Linked DNA regions of Mus musculus: regions 2 and 3 are each linked to region 1. The links are chromatin contacts, called in public HiChIP or PLAC-seq maps. All regions are on one chromosome and are shown on one strand. The core of a region is the stretch at or near the end of the contact, and the rest is flanking DNA. Distances in the headings are between cores, read along the strand shown. Region 1 holds the start of Fgfr3 (fibroblast growth factor receptor 3). Region 2 holds the start of Add1 (adducin 1 (alpha)). Region 3 holds the start of Ywhah (tyrosine 3-monooxygenase/tryptophan 5-monooxygenase activation protein, eta polypeptide).

Region 1 (4,314 bases), core at 1,253-3,752:
ATCAAGGGCAAGGCAAGTGAGCTGCGGCTACTCGGGCTGAACACAGGGATCATGTTGACATTAGCTCCTGCAGAATCAGTGGAGTCTTAGAAATGCTATGCCCCTTTGATGTAAGGGCCACCAGACAGTGGCAGCCATGTTGGAAAGTCTATTAACACCCAGGCCATATCAGGATGTACATGATGTCAAGGGACCAGGAACTGCCAGGTGTGTAGTGGGCAGAAGGTAGCTCCCCCAAAGGCAGGTCTCTGTGCTATCTCCCGGATCCACAAATGTGACCTTATTTGGAAAAAGAGTCTTGCAAGCATAACGATGGGAAGAGGCTTGAGGTGAGACCATCTTCACTTTATGAACAACTCTAAATCCAACCACAAGTGTCCTTATGCAGGACAGGAGACGTGGGGAGGATAGAAAAGGCACAGAAGCCATGGGAAGGGAGAGGCAGAGACTAGACTGAGATGACCGTAAGCCATGGATGCCTGCAGGCCCCAGAGTTATAACAGGCAGGAAGAAGCCTACTCAGGGCCCACAGCCAGCCCAACTTGACCTCAGACTTCTGTTGTCCTGAATTGAAAAAGTAAATTTAAGACAACCAGATTTTAATCTGGAAGTCGGCTCAATACAGGAATACAAGTTGTAGCCGGGCGTGGTAGCCCACGCCTTTAATCCCAGCACTCGGGAGGCAGAGGCAGGCGGATTTCTGAGTTCAAGGTCTGCCTGGTCTACAAAGTGAGTTTCAGGACAGCCAGGGCTACAGAGAAACCCTGTCTCGAAAAACCAAAAAAAAAAAAAAAAAAAAAAAAGGAATACAAGTTGTGAATAGTTGTGAACACCACACAGCTCATTTTTAATGAAGGGGGCTGATTCCCCCCCCCCCACTGCTGCAGTTGAGCAGGGGTCTACAAGAGCTGGCCAGTGTAAGGCCACAGGGTTGGGGGAGGATCAGAGGAGTGGGAGTACCCTGCTTAGAGTCCTCTTTCCTGCATGTGTAGCCCATTGGAAAACAAGGTAGCTTGAGAGAGATGGTCTGTTGGGCCATGGGGTTCAGAGAACAACCAACACTGGCCTGAGATTCCTGACTGGGTATTTCTAACAAGGAGGTCATCTCAGAAATAAAGAAGTATTGCTGTTTGGATGGATGCTCAGCTCCCAGTTACAGAGTGTGGAGGGTTCTGATAAATCCTCCAGACGAAGGGCGTGGAAATAGGGGTCAGAGCTCACATTCTGGTTCATTTACTGATAACTAATCTGCCAATAGATTAGGGGAGAATGTCTGCTATGACCCCCTGGGGTGGCATCCTGGGAGAGGACCTGTGGGCAGCTGCCTGGGGGTGCCATGGGAACCCAGGACTGGATTCTAGCCAGTCTGCAGGGAGGGGTCCTTGGCCAGAGCAGGAGTAACAGTAGGCAGAGCTGCCCAGCTCTAGGGTGGACACACAGGGATGAGAGCATGAGGGTTCTGGGGCCAGGGCTTTCCCTGCTCAGCTATCTGGGAAAGATAAGGGTGATGAGTAAGCCAGTGAAAGGTGTTCGTAACCCACGAGCCATTCCCCCCCCCACCCCCCCCATGAGCAGTTTTAAGTTCTTCAAGCCACATACAGCCAGACTGGGCAGAAGCACTGAGCCAGGTCCCCATGTATCTGGCTCCCATAGGCTTCATCAGACCTTGTGGAACTTGTCTGAAAGTGAGACAAGGTTCCCTGCCTTGTGAGGGTAGAGAGGCCATCAGTCACAGGGTGGTTGCTGTTACAGAAGTTCTGCCAGGCAGGACCTACAGCTTGCCAGCATGATGGGGTGACCAGGCTGATCCTCCAGGGACCAGCTGTCATTGTGACACTCCCCAGATGGAATGTGTCCCACATGATGGGCGTGCTGTGCTAGGACATCCATAGGTTGGAGTTCAGGCAGCCTTAGGGTAGGGCAGGCTCCCCTGCTTTGTATCCCCAGCTCTTCTCGCTATTCCGAGAGGCTGGGTAAGTTTCTTCCAAAACCTGTGTGTTCTTGGGGAAGTGTGGACATCGTTCCTGAGCAGGATGCAGGCAGCTGGTTAGTTTGATAAATACAGCAGCGTGTCCGTCTTTTCTAGGGTGCAATCCCTGGGTCTTTCATCATGTAAACTCTGCTCCATCCTTCACTGGAAGACCTGTTCACACGTATTTGTATTTGTCTTCCTGGAACTGTCAGGCTTTGTACCTGAGGATTTAGTGCTCTTTGCACAGGGTTCATTCAGCTCAGGGGGCCAGTTCACTGTGAAGACGCCCTAACACCTAGACCCCCACCGAAGTCAACCTTCTGAGCCCTTGAGCACAGCTTTATTGGAGGGAGAAGCGTGCTGGTAGACAGTCCTGAGCTCGGCATTGCTTCAAGGGGTCGAGCGTGCGACCCTTGCCTCGCCTGCTCCGCCCCAGCTGGGCTCCCACGCCCTCTGGGACCGCCCGGCGCCCCCGCCTGACCACGCCTCTTCGGATCTCCCGCCCCCTGGCCGCCGGGGAAGGGGAGTGTTCGGGGCGTGGCGGGAGCACCCCCCAACCCCCGCCCGGGCTGCTGCGCGCCGGGCAGCCCCAGTTCAGTGCACTGTGGCAGCGGGGGTGGCGGGAGCAGCTGGCGCCGTGCGATCCACTCCGGCGGGGGGACTCAGTGGTGGGCGGCCGGCCACTGGGACAGAGGAGACCCTGGAAAAGCGGGCCGAGAGACGGAGCCGCGCGTGGTGAGTTGGGCTCTAGCGGCCGCCAGGTTAGTGTGAAGGACTCGGCTGGCACTCGGAGGTTCCGGGCGGGCTCAGAAGCAGTCAGGGGGTGAGATATGCGGGAAGTGGAGCGGTTCGTAAGTGCGGCGAGGCCGGGGCAAGGCGCGGGCTTCCCGCTCTGGAAAGTTTGCGGCTACTGCCTCCGTCCTGGGAGGGCTCTGCGGCAACCAGGGAGGGAAGGAGGAGGGAGGAACCGCGGCTGGGAGGAGGCGGCCGGCGCCAGGCAGCCCGGGAGAGAGCTAGGAGTCGGCGGGCGGGGCGGCCGGGGGTCGGGGTTCAGGAGCGAGGCCGCGCTTCCCCGCTGCCCTCCGGAGTAACTCAGTGCTCTCCTCCTGTAGTCTCCACAGAGGCGTTCTCCCACCGGCGCCGGAGCCGGGCGTGGGGGGTTGCAGCATGCCCGCGCGCGCTGCTTGAGGACGCCGCGGCCCCCGCTCTGGAGCCATGGTAGTCCCGGCCTGCGTGCTAGTGTTCTGCGTGGCGGTCGTGGCTGGAGCTACTTCCGAGCCTCCTGGTCCAGAGCAGCGAGTTGTGCGGAGAGCGGCAGGTAAGGACTGACCCAAGGTGTTCTTCTGGGGGCCGGCCCTGAATCACAGGGGCTTTGGCAATGGTGAACAGCCCTTGGGTGAGGAAGGGGCGTCGGGTTGATTAGCACCACAGGGGCTAGTGCGCCGAGGTTTGTCCCCTGCCCCGCAGATCGCTGTCAGCTCGGACGCGGCAGTTTATAGGGGTGTCTGTAGGCTGGGAGCCACCACCCAAGTGCGAGGCGTCACGTGGACCGGTGCCCGTGACGGTGGTCCCAGGCAGAGGGGCGTTGGGAAGGCGCGCGAGCTGACTTCCCACGATTCCTATTGTTGCTTCTCGAATTTGAGAGGAGGAAAAATGCCTGTTATTGATTCAGCCGTTCTCCCGGAACAGTTCTTCCTCTGCTTCAGCTAAAGGAAGGCTGGACGTTGCGGGGTGGATAGTAGTATCCCAGCCAAAGCTCAGCTTCAGGGTTTCGCATGACAAGGTGACAGCTTCAGTGCGGCTGCTCCCCTCTTATCCTGTAGGCGGCCTGAGGGGTCGGTTCCCAGGGGCGCGCACAGACTGCCCTTCAGGCCGCACGCTGGGAGATGAGGGGCGGTTGTCCCAGGATCTTGGCGCCGCCTAGGTAGTCCCGCTGGCCACCAAAGTCCGATGGGACACTTGAATGCCCTCAAACGGGGCCCGGAGGCCAAGGATGCGAAAGGGAGCCACGGTCCGCTCTGCGTCCCTTGGTTGCCCGGAGGTGCGACGCGCGCGGCCCCCGGCTGTGCCCGGTGGCAGCGTGGCAAAGCAGAGCAGCGGTCTGGCGGGAGGCCGCGCGAAGGGAGGCTTTCGCTCGGTAAGTTGTCGCCCCACCCGAGCTGAGGCCCGAACAGCCGCTCCTTTGTACCTCGGCGGCCACAAACCGCGCATTGATGGCGGCGCGGCCTCTCGGGGAGGTGCGAGTGCGGCGGGCGCAGCGGGAGGAGGCAGATGGCGGTGTGCCCCTCCCGGCGCCCCCGCGCCCCTCTCTCCAGCGGCTGCAGCCTCCTGGAACAATGTCA
Region 2 (4,314 bases), core at 541-3,040, 850 kb after region 1:
AAGTGCCCTTACCTCCTGAGCCATCTCCCCTACTTGAGTTCCTTGAATTTTTGACTTTAAATTTTCAAATATTTCTGCCCTTTCACCCCCTATGAAGTCCTACATCTCCTTCGTATGCTGTTCAATCTTGCCCAGTTTCTTTATGCTGTGCATTTGCCCTGTGTCTTCAAGTTAAGAAATCACTTCTTTTGAGGACAAATTGTCTCCTAACCCCATTCAGTGTTTTGTCACACTGTGGATTTTTTTCATCTGTACATGTCTGATTTCATTTTTATATCTTATTTGAGAGCAGGTGCCCACAGAGTACAGAGGAGTGTGTTGGATCTCTTGTAGCTGGACTTATAGGCAACATTTCTAAACTTTTATATCTCTATATATTTCATTTTTAATCACTCAACCCTCTCTCCAGTTAAAGTAGGGGCTTATGGAGGGCAGGTGATTAATGGAGTTTTGACTGATGTCCGACTCACAGTAGGTCCAATAGGTCCCCGGACACATCCTGTGGTGATTTCCCCAGTTCCAGAATGTATAATTGGGATAGATATACTCAGAAATTGGCAGAATTCTCATATTGGTTCCCTGAACTGTAGAGTGAGGGCTATTATGGTTGGAAAGGCCAAATGGAAGCCTTTAGAGTTGCCTCTGCCAAAGAAAATAGTGAATCAAAAACAGTATCGTATTCCTGGAGGAATTGCAGAAATTACTGCCACTATCAAGGACTTGAAAGATGCAGGGGTGGTGGTTCCCACCACATCTCCGTTTAACTCTCCTATCTGGCCAGTGCAGAAAACAGATGGATCATGGAGAATGACAGTTGATTATCGAAAACTCTCTCTCTTCAGCAAACTTTCACTGGCATTAGACTTGTTGCTGGGTGCTGGAGGATGTCAGAAAAGTCATCTGAGAACAGTCAACATGTAGGGCAAATGTTCCTAGGACAGAGGGTACTGACTGGAATCCACAACCTCTCTGACCCTTATGGGGTCAAACTCAGAGCTCTTGCTGTGAGGATCGGTTTGTTTTTGTTTTTTGAGACAGGGTTTCTCCGTGTATGTAGCCCTGACTGTCCTGGAACTCACTTTGTAGACCAGGCTGGCCTCGAACTCAGAATCCACCTGCCTCTGCCTCCCAAGTGCTGGGATTAAAGGCGTGCGCCACCACGCCTGGCTGAGGAGAGGCTTGGATACACACTTCTGTCACTTGAGCCAGGCTCGAGGCTTCAACCTTTAATGGTTTGAAGGGAACCAGGAGCGGGACCCCTTTGTTTCCTTTGGGTCTTTTAGGATTCAGTTGACAGGAGAGACAGTAGGGACTTGATCCTTAGGTTAGTTTACCAGGTCGCTGCCAGGTGGACTGGTTCTGCCAAGGCCTCACCTAGCCTCATTCCCTGCCTCTGAAGAGGCCTCGGTGTTTGTTAATCCACTGTCATCCGGCGGGCCCTTCCTGTCTGTGGAGCTTTATCAGAGCACACACAGACATCTCAGTCCTGACTCCACCCTGATTGACAGCCCAGTCTCCCAAACTGCCTACTGATCTTCTCGCCTGAAGCGCACCTAGACCGTGTCCGTTCGCAGTCAGTTTGTGGGTCTGACCGTCTCAGTGGGAGAACTAGCGTTCCTGTGAGCAGGTGCACCAGCCCGCCGTCCCGGACGCAGCCAAAGCGACCCCTAATCCCACTGTGACACCGCCTTCAGCCGGAGGCCGGAGTCTACCCTTCTCTCCGCCTCCCAGGGCCCCGCCCTTCTCCGGGCCTGCCCCTTGCTTAAGATTGACCAATAACAGAGAGTAGTGCTGGACGGCGGTAGGGCGTTCAGACCAATGGGGCTGTGCATTGTTGGGCCGCAGCGCCGCAGGCCGCACCCAGCTTGGCGGCGGGGGCGAGTAGAGGGGTGAGGGTTGAGGGCGGGAGAGGACGAGGGCTGCTGCAGGCGGCGGGGGGTGCGCGGCAGCCAGGGGGCGGAGCCCAGCGCGAGCCGCAGGCGAGGCGGCGGCCGCACTCGGACCCGGGAAGCCGTGCTCTCTCCCCGATTCTCCGCGGAGGTGAGGCCCGGGAGCGCGGCGAGGTCTCCGGGGCCCCCAGCGGGCGTAGGGCAGGGGCGGCGGTGCTGGGCGGGCAGGGCAGGGCTGGGCAGGGCCCGGGGCCTCTGGGGCGCCTCTGGTGCGCTGAGGAGGGCGCGGCTAGGTCGCTGCGGCGCGGGGTGCCCGGGGTCTAGGTGCTTGCCTCCGAGTGCGGGGGCGAGGACACTGCATCGTCGCTTCCCAGGATGGCCCGGACGGACGCGGGGTTCTCTGTGGAAGCGGCTTGCTCGGCTCTGAGCTTCCTGGTGGGCCTCGGGGTCCTCCCGGGTCAGCATTGTGCTAATGGTGGCTCCAAATGCTGGTCACTGCAGAGATTGTGGAAAGGTGCATCTGGGTTCCGCTTGTCGGCTCTTTTAAAAACTGACACCTTCTGCCCCAAGAGAAAAAAGCCAGCTCTGTCCACGGATGGTAGTAATGAGGTGGTCGTGGAACTTCCTGGAGATGGGGCTTGCCTTTCCTCTCTGTTTTATCGTTCAGACCTCTTCCTAAAAACACTTCGTTTTTATAATTCAGTTCCTGGTTCAAGGTATTTGGTAGATGAGTTGTGTTTGTTTTATGCACACCCATCTTAAAAATAAATATTTTGGTTCACCTGAAACTGCTGTTGTTTTGACCATGATTTTAGGCCTAACGTTGTTAAACTCCCAAAGACCAAGAACAAAGCTAAAATCTGTCTATGCATAACTGCTCAAGAATTTCAGAGAGATTGTGTGTTTGTCAAAAGTGGGTTGAAATCTCAGTCGGGATAGGAACTAGATTGCTAAGGGATCCGCTATGTCTCCTTTGCAAGCAAGCTGGGAGTCGTGGGTGGACTCAACAGGCTCCAGAGAGGAAGGAGGTTGCAGGTCGGAGGTGAGTTTTATGCGGGTGGGATTCTAAAAATCGCAGTCTTTAATTAAAGCCAGTGACGTAGGGATCACATTTTAATTCTAAAACTTTGCTATGCTTCGTCAATTCGCAGCCCAGAATGGTCTGGAACTGAAAATTTCTGCCTCTGCCCCTAGTTCTAGGATTACCTTGAGGTTGACACCACACCCTGATAGTAAAGTTGTTTTTTGAGGAAGTATGAATGGTGTTGACCTTCAGAACAGCTTTTCAGGGTTTAGATGTGGTTTCGCAGAGGTGCAGGTCGGTGTGGTTAGTTTACTCATGTGTGTGTAGGTTAGTGAGAGTCAGCAAATGAAGCGACTAGGAATTCTAATCATTCTGCAAACTGGGATAGTGTCCTTTCTAAGATCTGTTTTACATAAACCATTCAGGTTTTCACTTAACTCTTGGTATTATCTGATACTATTGTTTTTGTTGCTTTGCTACACACACACACACACACCATTCATTTCATGTAATCATGTTGAGTCAGGACATTAAATACTGAAATGCTTCAGACAATACTGTGCTGGCTAGGGTTTAAAGTTAACTTGACACAGGCGAGAGTAATTTGAGAAGGAACCTCACCTGAGAAAATGTCCCTACCAGATTGGCTAGGGGGCAAGTCTGTTGTGCACGGTTTTTGATAGATGATTGACGTGGGAGCTCAATGTGTAGGTGGTGCCCTTGCTGGGCAGGTGGTCTGGGTGCTACAGGAGAGCAGGCTGAGCAAGCCATTAGAGCAGGCCAGTAAGCAGCCCTCCTCCATGGCCTCTGCAGCAGTCAGCTCTTTTCCTGCAGAGTTCCTGCCCTAACTTCCTCTGGATGATGGACTAGAAGCTGTAAGGTGAAGCAAACCCTTTCCTCCCCAGGTTGAGTTTGTGTTTTATTACAGCACTAAAAACCCTAACTAAGACAAGTGCCCAGGTATTTTTACTGCATGAGGCTGTTTGTATTGATTTCTCTTTTTTCCTTCCTCTCTCCCGTGTTGAATAAACTCTTCCATATACACACATTCACGTTTGAGAGATAAGCATTAAACAAGTCATTATTTATGCATTCAGTTTCAACAATTGCTAGCTGGATTTCTATAAAGTGTGTTAATTCTACTTTTAATATACATTATGTACTTCTAGACATCTAGAAAGATTAGAAATTCCAAAAAAGAAAAAAAAATTTAAAGCCGGGTGTGGTGGCGCATGCCTTTAGTCCCAGCACTTGGGAGGCAGAGGCAGGCGGATTTCTGAGTTCGAGGCCAGCCTGGTCTACAAAGTGAGTTCCAGGACAGCCAGGGCTATACAGAGAAACCCTGTCTAGAAAAACCAAAACCAAAAAAAAAAAAAAAAATTCCCAAAAAGGAATTAAGTT
Region 3 (4,314 bases), core at 1,029-3,528, 700 kb before region 1:
CAGGTGTCCTACCATTAAATTGCATTGTCAGGCCAACACCTATCTTTAGGAGCAGGCCTGGCTTTACCTCTTGCCATGCTGTTAGATTTTCCAAAGCCCCCAGACTTTCAGAGCTAGAAAGTTGAGGTCAGGACCTCAGGGCCATACCCACCCGCCCTGGCACTCCATCTTTACAGAAGGCTAACTGTCCACCAATGAGACTGTGATGGGTGCTCACAAAGCCCGAGGAATCCGCTTGCCTCTACCTCCCCAGCACTGGGACTCAAGCATGTTTCACCACACCTGACTGGCTTCTTACCACTCCAGGCTTGTGCAGAGGGCACTTTCCCTCCCCGGAGCTCTGCCTCCAGCACTGAGCACCGGCTACATGCTCAATACTGCAGTAACCCCAGCAAAGGTGCAACTGGCTCATGCCAGGCTCAAAAACTGAGGTTTGCTGGAACTCGGGGCACGTGCCCGCAACCTGGGAACTCCAGGGGGGATGGTAGGAGAATCACAAGTTTGAGGCCAGCCTGGACTACATGTGAGACTGTTTCAATGTAACAACAACAAACTTTCAAATAAATAAGGACCTGGCAGCCATGAGCTGGGATTTGAGTGGTTAGAAGGTCCCCATCTGTTAAGTTTCACCATATTTGAAGAGCCACCTCTACTAACACAAATCCTGGTTAACAAACCAGGCTAATATTTCCCCTAACAAGTATCTTAAGTGTGTGACTGTGTGACAGTGACAGGTGATATGGGGGTGGCGCATGCATATATATATATATATATATATATATATATATATATATATATACACACACACACACACACACACACACATATATATATCATAGCTGGGTGTGGTGGCGCACACCTTTAATCCCAGCACTCGGGAGGCAGAGGCAGGCGGATTTCTGAGTTCGAGGCCAGCCTGGTCTACAGAGTGAGTTCCAGGACAGCCAGGGCTACACAGAGAAACCCTGTCTCAAAAAACAAAACCAACAAAAACAAAAACAAAAACATGGCTCCTGAGCAGTCTTCAACATGAGCACACACACACACACTCCTCAGTGAACCTAAGGCCCCTTCTTCTGTGCTACAGTGGGCTAGATTTTTCTTATGTGTGTGCATGGCTTCTCTTTGTGTAACAGCCGTGTGTGTGTGTGTGTGTGTGTGTGTGTGTGTGTTTCAGACAGGATTTCTCTGTGTATCCCTGACTGGCCTAGAACTCAGAGATATGCCTGCCTGTTCCTTTGTTTCCTGGCTACTAGGATTAAAGACATGTTCCACCATGCCAGACTGTTTTGTTTTAATTGCACTTTTTCTAGCTTGAGGTCCAACCCAGGGACCTTTAGCACAGAACGACAGGAGCGGTGAAGGCTTAGTGTCCAGTCCATCGCCACAGAAATCCAAGAAGACACTGAAATTAGATTTTGGCCCCTCCACAAATAGGATATGTCACCTTGCCTTGAATTTTTGTTCCTTCTTCCACTGAGCATCAGGCCCTCCAGGCCAACACTGCACCTCTGACCTATAATCACTAATTCCCTAAAAAGATTTGAACCAGGCTAAGTCGACCCTGATAGTTGCCAACTTTTGGTTTTCCTAGGTTTACCAGGGTTGTAGATTGCACTTCTGCTTTGAAGAATGGGGGACCTGCTGAGCCTTTCCCGGAGTGGTTGTATGAAATAGGTTAGTGCTAGTCAAGGCCCAACAGTAAGTCAGGTCCCCGTAGGTATGTCCTGAACGCTACTCCGCTCTGCCAAGTTCCCTATCCCTTCCTGTGCAAGCCAGAGCTGGCCCAAGGTCAGTTTTAAGGATGGCACTACCCTGCAGTATTGTGGATTCTAGTGTGTCTGTGAGGGGCTGTCCCAAAGGGCAGGACCCACCCCACGCCGCTGACAGAGCTGACCGCTTGCTGGAGGTGGCAACACCCAACAAAGCCGCCCCTCGGTCCGGGGCGCCTCGGCTTTTCCATACAGGGTTATCTGCGGGTATCTGCTTCTCAAGCCCGAGCTCTATCATGGGTTCTGTAGCGTTTTCCTGGCCAGGGCTGCGACAACGCCTGCCTGCGGAACCACCATCGCCGCGCCCCAGCCGCTCCCCACCCTCCAACGCTGCGGCGGTAAACTGCAGTACTCCTAAGGCGCCTGCGCAGCTCTCCAGCGCGGCCCTCGCCGCGGCTATTTATAGTAGGTGACGTCACCTTAAAAAGACCGTTAGGGCTGGGCCGCCCCGCCCCCTCCCGTAGCTCGGCGGGCTGATCCGAGTGCGCAGGCGTGGTCGCGTCCTCCCCGCCCGCCCGCCCGCCCGCGGCGCCCCCTATCCTCTCTCGGCGGCTCCGCGGCGCTCGCCACAGCGCGTGCAGCCAGCCAGCGAGAAGGCGCGAGCGGCGGCGCAGCCTGCAGCCTCCCGCCAGCCGGCGAGCCAGTGCGCGTGCGCGGTAGCGGCCTCGGCGGCGACCGGGAAGCGGACGGGCGGGCGAGCGAGCGAGCGAGTGAGCAGGCGGTGTGGGCGTGCGAGGCGAGGCCGAGTCGCGAGCGACATGGGGGATCGAGAGCAGCTGCTGCAGCGGGCGCGACTGGCGGAGCAGGCGGAGCGCTACGACGATATGGCCTCCGCCATGAAGGCGGTGAGCGCGCTGGGGAGCCGGGCGGCCGGGGGCTGCGGGGCGGGGCGGCCCGAGCCTGGGCGGCGGCTCTCTCCCTACGCGCCGCCACCTTTTGGGCGCGGCGGCCGCTGGACTCTCCGTTTCCTGCGGCCTGGCCGGGGCGGGGTCTCCCCGGGAGGCCTCTCGGTGGCTGGCGGGCGGGGGTCGCCGTGTCCTAGCGCAGAGCCCCGGTGGGGGAGGGGGTGCCCGAGGAAAGGAGGAAGTCGCGTTCCTGCTTCTAGACCCTTCTGCCGGACCTGGGCGAAAGGCGCTTTCCTTCCACCATTCACCCACTTGTAATAAAGGCTCATCCGCGAGTGGAGACCCATCTCCTGGTTTTCTCTACTACGACCGGTTTGGTTTGCTTGTCTGAAGTTGTTTTTTTCCCCCACTTTCCACACCTCGGGTCTGGCTTTGTGTGGGAAGACCCCTTTCCAGCAGTCCTGGGCGTGAAGGAGGGTGTGGGTCCCTGCATACATCCCAACGGTCCATGCTGCGTGCCTTCCTGGAGATGAAATGAAAACGAAGCAACCCTGGGGGCCTTTGCATTCCTGAGACCCTCAGAGATGGATTCTGGAGCTTGATTTCCGGTAAAGGAGACCTGCCCAGCCACACCCTAGTCAATAGCTTAGCCTAGAGCCTACCTGCCTACCCAAGACTTTGGAGTTCTGTTACCACATCACTATAGACAACTCTTCACATCATCCTGGGTTTTTTCTAAAAGAATATTTCTTGTCAAGGTCACACAGTGGCAGAATTACAACTGTGGCCACCTAGCTCTTAAGACTAGGGAGAAAATTTCCTTGGATTCCACCTTAGACTTCTAAATACATAAACATTTTTGAGGGTGAGACCCAGAAATCTGCATTTTAGCAGCCCTTGGGCAGTTTTTAGCTGACCTAAGTATTAACTGCCCTGAATTGTAGCTCATATGACCTATGGCTAGTCTTTGAAAGGCTTTCTTAAACCCACATACTCCATACACATTTAATTTGGAAATTGTATTTTGATACTACATGAAATAGAAAATTGAGGCCAACATTTAGGATTTTCTCAGGTAAGAACAATAATCAAGTTAGCTTTCCTCCAGGGTCCTTGTACACATTCAGCAGGATGTCTCTGGAATCCAGCAACATCACAGGCAGGCCATTTGTTGATTCCTTGGTGATACTGATTTCAGCATTATGGTATGCTTTTCTGGTTAGAAGCATTCATTTATACCAGGGAACATTCTAGGTTTGGGGTATGAATTTTTCTGAAGAAATTGTGGATTCTTTGAGAAAATGAATTTAAAATAACAGTTTTGCAAAATTTTTTGGAAACAAGACTGATATTACTAAAGTGTACCCTGAAAGCCACCTCTATCCACACACCAAGTCACTACTAAATGTCTAAATGTTTCTGGTATTGTGCAAGTTGAGGCCTCTCCCTGAACAGCTGGCTTAGGGGGCCTTTGCTCCATATGTGAGTGGGCTTGGAGGTTTGGGCAGTTTAGGGAGGACCTCTGAAAATGAAGAGGATACACAGTAAAGGGGAAATGGCCATCAGATGTCTGGAGCTATCAACTATCCTGAGGTGGGAAGAAAGGAAAGACTAGAGAGAGATTATAAGAAAAAAACAATTTTAGCAGGAAAAAAAAGAAAAGGTTTCTGGTGTGTTTCTAAATGGCCTTGAAGAGT

The links. HiChIP or PLAC-seq counts read pairs in DNA pulled down with a chosen protein or histone mark.
Region 2: a contact with region 1 is called in an HNF4G HiChIP or PLAC-seq map of pancreatic cancer cells. The contact joins the promoter of Add1 here to the promoter of Fgfr3 in region 1. A contact is called at or near these places in 1 of 39 promoter capture datasets (neural stem cells) and 3 of 115 datasets of contacts at active chromatin or transcription factors (astrocytes, pancreatic cancer cells and stem cell-derived neural progenitor cells).
Region 3: a contact with region 1 is called in an HNF4G HiChIP or PLAC-seq map of pancreatic cancer cells. The contact joins the promoter of Ywhah here to the promoter of Fgfr3 in region 1.

What each region holds. Positions count from the first base shown.
Region 1 is chr5:33,719,222-33,723,535 of GRCm38.p6, forward strand. It overlaps Fgfr3 (fibroblast growth factor receptor 3), which reads left to right and starts at 2,503. Exons shown (of 18, transcript NM_008010.5): 1 at 2,503-2,707; 2 at 3,085-3,290. The coding sequence starts at 3,188. RefSeq lists promoters at 2,348-3,188, 2,348-2,552 and enhancers at 2,708-3,084, 2,915-2,973.
Region 2 is chr5:34,571,874-34,576,187 of GRCm38.p6, forward strand. Add1 (adducin 1 (alpha)) reads left to right here and starts at 1,791. Exons shown (of 16, transcript NM_001331082.1): 1 at 1,791-2,040. It overlaps Mir7036b (microRNA 7036b), which reads left to right and starts at 2,278; the gene lies at 2,278-2,340.
Region 3 is chr5:33,016,538-33,020,851 of GRCm38.p6, forward strand. It overlaps Ywhah (tyrosine 3-monooxygenase/tryptophan 5-monooxygenase activation protein, eta polypeptide), which reads left to right and starts at 2,279. Exons shown (of 2, transcript NM_011738.2): 1 at 2,279-2,617. The coding sequence starts at 2,531.